2 separate regions of the Pan troglodytes genome follow, and region 1 is linked to region 2. The links are chromatin contacts, called in public HiChIP or PLAC-seq maps. All regions are on one chromosome and are shown on one strand. The core of a region is the stretch at or near the end of the contact, and the rest is flanking DNA. Distances in the headings are between cores, read along the strand shown. Region 1 holds the start of AGO2 (argonaute RISC catalytic component 2). Region 2 holds the start of TRAPPC9 (trafficking protein particle complex subunit 9).

The links. HiChIP or PLAC-seq counts read pairs in DNA pulled down with a chosen protein or histone mark.
Region 1: a contact with region 2 is called in an H3K4me3 HiChIP or PLAC-seq map of stem cell-derived excitatory neurons, with 6 times the contacts expected there. The contact joins the promoter of AGO2 here to the promoter of TRAPPC9 in region 2. A contact is called at or near these places in 4 of 7 Hi-C or Micro-C datasets (blood, induced pluripotent stem cells, a lymphoblastoid cell line and 1 more), 1 of 1 datasets of contacts at active chromatin or transcription factors (stem cell-derived excitatory neurons) and 1 of 1 other capture datasets (stem cell-derived neural stem cells).

Annotation. Positions count from the first base shown.
Region 1 is chr7:150,913,904-150,916,603 of NHGRI_mPanTro3-v2.0_pri, forward strand. It overlaps AGO2 (argonaute RISC catalytic component 2), which reads right to left and starts at 1,251. Exons shown (of 19, transcript XM_024345294.3): 1 at 995-1,251. The coding sequence starts at 1,016.
Region 2 is chr7:150,737,265-150,739,964 of NHGRI_mPanTro3-v2.0_pri, forward strand. It overlaps TRAPPC9 (trafficking protein particle complex subunit 9), which reads right to left and starts at 1,265. Exons shown (of 23, transcript XM_001142596.8): 1 at 966-1,265. The coding sequence starts at 1,249.

The DNA of each region.
Region 1 (2,700 bases), core at 1-2,500, 180 kb after region 2:
CGAGAGAGCCAGGAGCCACGTGCCTGGTGGGAGCACGCCAAAAGCAGGAGAACACCTGACCGTTTTCTTTGGCCCACCAAGGAAACCGCCTTCTACTCCGCATTTAAAAAGAAAAACAATGCGCTACTGCTTTAAGTTTTTTAGAACTTTTCCAGAGAAAGGCCGACTAGCAACAAGGGGTGCTACAGGAATCCACCTCGCCTCACCTCTCCTAGGAAATTGTAAAAGGAATTAGCACTTGAATGGGGAGGCCGGCGTGTCTGGAATGAGAACGAGCCGCGCACGCAGTTTGAGGGTTCCGGGGAGCCGCGTCCTCCCCTTTCCAGGCGACAGTCCTAACTACAGGAATTGGCCAAAATTCAGCATTTCCAGACTTTCCTTGGGAAAAGGGGCCGAAGAAGTGCTGGCAACAAGAAGGACCACAACGGAGCGCGCCACAGACTCACCGCGGCTGGGGTCGGGACCGGCGCAGCCCCCTCCCCTCCCGCCCGTGCGCGCCCCGAGCCCGGCGCCCCGACCCGGCCTCCACCCGCTCAGGCGCTTAGGGTCAGGCCGGGCCGGGCTGCGGCGCCCCCATCCCCGCCCGGGCAGCGAGGCCGGGCCAAGCGGGGCGCTCCGGGCCTCGGGCCTACACGCGGCGGCCGCCTCGGCCCCGGCCCCAGCCCGCGGGCCCCGGGCGGGGGATGCGAGGGCGCTGGGACGCGGGCCCGAGGCGCGGGAGGGGCCCAGGCCGCGCGGGGCGCCCCGACGACTCGCGGGGGCCGAGGAGGCCGGGGCTGCGCGTCCAACGCGGGGCCGAGAAAACGGCCGGCTCGGCCCCGCCGCCGCCGCTCCTCGAGCCCCCAAGCGCGGCCCCGGCTCTCCCGCCCCCGGCCCCCGCCGCCCCGACCCCGCGGCCCCCCGATCCCCGGCCCCTGCCGCCCGCGCCGGGCCCGCCAACCACGGGCAGGAGCGCGCGAACGGCCGGGCGGGCGCCCCGAGCGCGAGGACTCACCGGGGCCGGCTCCCGAGTACATGGTGGCGCCGCCGAGGGGCTCCGGGGCCGAGGGGCGGCCGCGCGCGCGCCACGGGCCCCGACGCCGTGAGCCGCGAGGGAGCCGCCGGCCGCACGATCCGCCCCGGCGCGGCCGCCTCGCCAAACAGGTTTACCCGACGCGGCCGGGGCGGCGGGCGGAGGCGGCGGCGGGAGCGGGAGCGGGAGCGGGAGGGGCGGGGGAGGAAGGAGGAGGGAGGGGGAGGGGAGGCGAGGCCGGCGGCGGGAGCGCGCTCGCGGGGGGAGCGGGGCTGGGCGCGCGGGCGGGGTCCGCGGCGGCGGCGGCGGCGGCGGCGGCGGCGCCGGGTCTGGCGGGGCCTGGGGCGGGGACCCGGGGAGGGGCCTGGAGACCTCGCCGGGCGGTGGGAACCGCGGGCGGGAGCGGGGACGAGGGCCGAGGGCGGCGCGGCCCGTGTGGCGCGGGGGCGGGCGCGGCCCCGGGGACCCTTCACTGCCACCCAGAGAAGCGGCGTCTTCCCGACGGGGAGGAGCCGGGCCCCCCGGCTGTGCCGCCGGAGCCGGGGGGGGAGGCCACGCGCCCTCGCTTTCCCCGCCGCCCCCCAGTGGGGGGCGCAGAACCCTCCCACCCTCAGCCCCTCAGCCCCCAGCCTGGCTCTTTAAGTTACTACAGAAACGCGGAGGTCGGGAAGCTCCCTCCCAGCCCGGAGCTTGAACTTGAACGCGGCCGGCCGCTCGCGCAGGACCACACCGCCACCTCCCGGCGCGGCCCCAGAACCCAGATAATCCGTTTAAAGCACTTAGAAAGTCTAAGAAGTTTTTAGTAAATTGTAGCTGGTATCAGGGATCAGATCAGCGGACACGCCCATTCCAGCAGTCAGGGGCCTGCTCGGACCGTCGTGCACCTCCGAGCGTTTCTGTCCGGTCCCTCCGGGTCCGTCTGTTTTTCGGAGGCTTTCCTGGAAAAGCCAGCCTGTGGCTACCTCCTTTCTCCCCTAAGTGATGGAGGATTAGAAGGCAGAGGGTGACCCACAATCTAAAGTGCCTGGTCGCCTTTTCCCAGATTTCCCGGAGCATTCCTTCACCCCGTGGCATCGGCTGTCTGCATATGGGTGCAAGGCCCTGTTCCGGGCGAAGAATAAACAGGAGTTCTGACTGACAGGAGCTCCGCAGCCAGCAGGGTGGTCACTAGTTCTCTGCAGTCTCGGAGGACAGCCCTGAAGAAGGGCAGGAGAACCAGCACTTCCTCCGAAAACTCAAAAGGACATCAGTCTTCACCAAGTTGCTGATACAAAACGTGCTCCTGAAATGTGTAGTTATGAGCACCAGGAAACCTGCGTAGGAGTGTGCATGGCATTCTTCATCACCGCTTGGACTGCATGGCACTGAATACCCACGGAGAGCAGGATGGAGAAACAGTGTGCTCATATTCACAGGATGGAATCTAGCCACTCACAAAAATTCCAAAACAGGCAAAATTAAACTGCATTCTTTAGGGAAGCATCATTAAGTAGTAAATAATTGACAGAAGGGCAAGAAGGTGCTTACTCTAAGTGTCAGAATGGTGGATACAGCTGGGGGTGAGAGGGCTGTGACCACAGCAGGGCCCCTGGGGGATTTGGGGGTGCCAGGCCTGTTCCTTCCTGCCATGGTGCCCTTCATTTGGCAGCCATCCCTTAAACTGCACTTTTACTTTATATGCTTTTCTG
Region 2 (2,700 bases), core at 15-2,514:
CCCGCCGCGGGCTCGGGAGAGCAGAGCCGGCCCGGGCAGCAGGTGTGGGCCGGGTCCCGGACAGGTGTCCGCCGAGTCTTCAGCGGGTGTGGACACGGCCTTGGACAGATGTAAGCAGAGCGCCAACAGGAGCAAGGGCGCCTCGAGCAGGTGCACGCTGAACCCCGGCCGGGCAGCGGACCCGGACAGGTGTGGCGGGCGCCGCCCGGACAGGTGAGGGCCGGGCGAGCCCCTCCGCGGGACGCGCCGACTCCACGGCCAGCCGCGCAGCCCTCCCCGCAGCCGGTCCGAATTGCCTGACCGGGAGCCCCCCCGCTTTGCACTTACACAGCCGGTGGCCCCGGGCCCGGAGCGGGAGCCCACGACCTGGCGGGCAGCGGGGCCGAGTAGCCTCTGCGGCCACTTCCCAGGCTCTGGGCTGGCGCTTCCGACTGGCGGCCGAGCCGGCGCTGCTCCTGCGCGTGCGCGGAGGCCAGGCCTGGGCCCCCGATCCGTCCCGGGTTTTGCAAGAGACGCGAGGGAAGCAAGAGGGTAGGAGCGAGGGAGAAAGGAGGAAGGAGGAGCGAGGGAGAGAAGCGGGGACAGGGAGGGAGGGGACGGGGGAGGGAGGAGGAGGAGAGTGGGAGGAGGAGGGGTGAAAGAAGGAGGGAGGGGCAGCGAGAGAGAGAAGCGGGGGACAGGGAGAGGGTGGAGGAGGGAGAGAAAAAGGAGGGGTGAAAGGAGGGAGGAGGAGCGAGGGAGAGAAGCGGAGACAGGGAGGGACGGGACAGGGAGAGGGAGGAGGAGGGAGAGAAAAAGGAGGGGAGAAAGGAGGGAGGAAGAGGAGGAGGGAAGGAGGGAGATGGAGGGAGATGGAGCGAGGAGGGAGGGAGGGACCGGAGCAAGAGAGCGGAGACTAGGAGGAAAGCTTCTGCACCTGGGGCGGCGCAGCTGGAAGGAGGCCCAGTTCTGTCCCCGCCGCTTACCAGTCCTTCAGGGCGCGCAGCTCAAATTTCACTTCCTCTGTGAAGCTCAGGGGTGGAGGCTCCGCGGAAGCCCACTGTGGATCCCTGCGGCACCCCCTGTGACCCTCACGGTACCCCCCGTGACCCCCACGGTCGTGCCCCCCACGTGGGTGGGTGACCGTGGCGCGCGCGGCCTGGGAGCGCCTCCAGGATCGCAGGGCCCGGGAGGCACGTGAGGTTCGAGCCCCAGCCTGGGCCGGCTTCCCCCTGTGTGGCGCGCGGTCTTGATCCCCAGCTGGCACCATGGCACTCCCGACTTTGAGGGCCCCAACAATCCATCCACATAAAAGGTTCCAAAGTGGCGACAGGGGCTAGGACAGCTGTCGTTAGTTCAGTGCCAAGGCGCCAAGCTTGCTAAGTGCGGGCAGAAGCCATTTAAGGATTTAAACCCCTCTGGGTTCAAAAATAAAATAAAATAAAGCAGGAGATGGGGGAGGCTTACAGACTTAAGATGCCCAGCACATGAATTAACAGTGGCATCCGCAGGGAAAATTGAAAACAGAGAGCCGCTCTCCGTTATGTATGTTTAATGTTCTGTTTGAATCTTTTAACATGTACATGTATTTCTTTTTCAATTAAAAAATCCTGGCCAGGAGAAATGGCTCACACCTGTAATCCCAACACTTTGGGAGACTGAGGCGGGTGGATCACTTGAGGTTAGGAGTTCAAGACCAGCCTGGCCAACATGGTGAAACCCCGTCTCTACTAAAAATACAAAATTAGCCAGATGTAGTGGCGCGCGCCTGTAATCCCAGCTACTCAGCAGGCTGAGGCAGGAGAATCGCTTGAACCTGGAAGACAGAGGTTTCAGTGAGCCGAGATCATGCGATTGCACTCAAGCCTGCGCAACAACTGCAAAACTCTATCTCAAAAAAAAAAAAAAAAAAAAAAAAAAACACTAAAAAGGGCTGGGTGTGGTGGCTCACACCTGTAATCTCAGCACTTCGGGAAGCCAAGGCGGGTGGATCACCTGAGGTCAGGAGTTCAAGATCATCCTGGGCAACATGGTGAAACTCCAGTCTCCACTAAAAATACAAAAATTAGTTGAGCGTGGTGGTACATGCCTGTAATCCCAGCTACTAGGCAGTCTGAGGCAGGAGAATCTCTTGAACCCAGGAGGCGGGGGCTGCAGTAAACCGAGATCACACCACTGCACTCCAGCCTGGGTGACAGAGAGAGCCCATCTCAAAAAAAAAAAAAAAAAAAAATCCTAAAACGGAAAAGTAAAGAGGACAGGAGTGGTTTTCTCAGCACATACAGCAGCAAGGGAGAAATGGTCTGAGCCAGCGTTTTTCCTTTCAGCCAGCAGGCACTTACCCGCTCTGGGCTATGTGACCAGGGCTGTTTTATTATCACATGTGTTATAAAATAAGATACTATCCCTCATCCCTGCTCACGGCTAGTGGAAAACCAATTGAGTTTTTATTGAATTATTTTCTACAGAGTCAGAATGAGTTATAAATAAAACATATCTTCAGGGCAAAACAAATAGAGCTGATTTCCAGCCTGCCAGACAGCCAGGAAGTTTTCAACAGAGGTGCCCAGGGGCTGAGGAAGAGTGTCTCCCTGACAACGCACAAGCTGCCCAACGTGGCTACCTCATGGTGTTACGACCGCATGGAGGCCGTGCAGTGGCTCACAGCTGTAATCCCAGCACTTTGGGAGGCCGAAGCAGACGGATTGCTTGAGCCCAGGA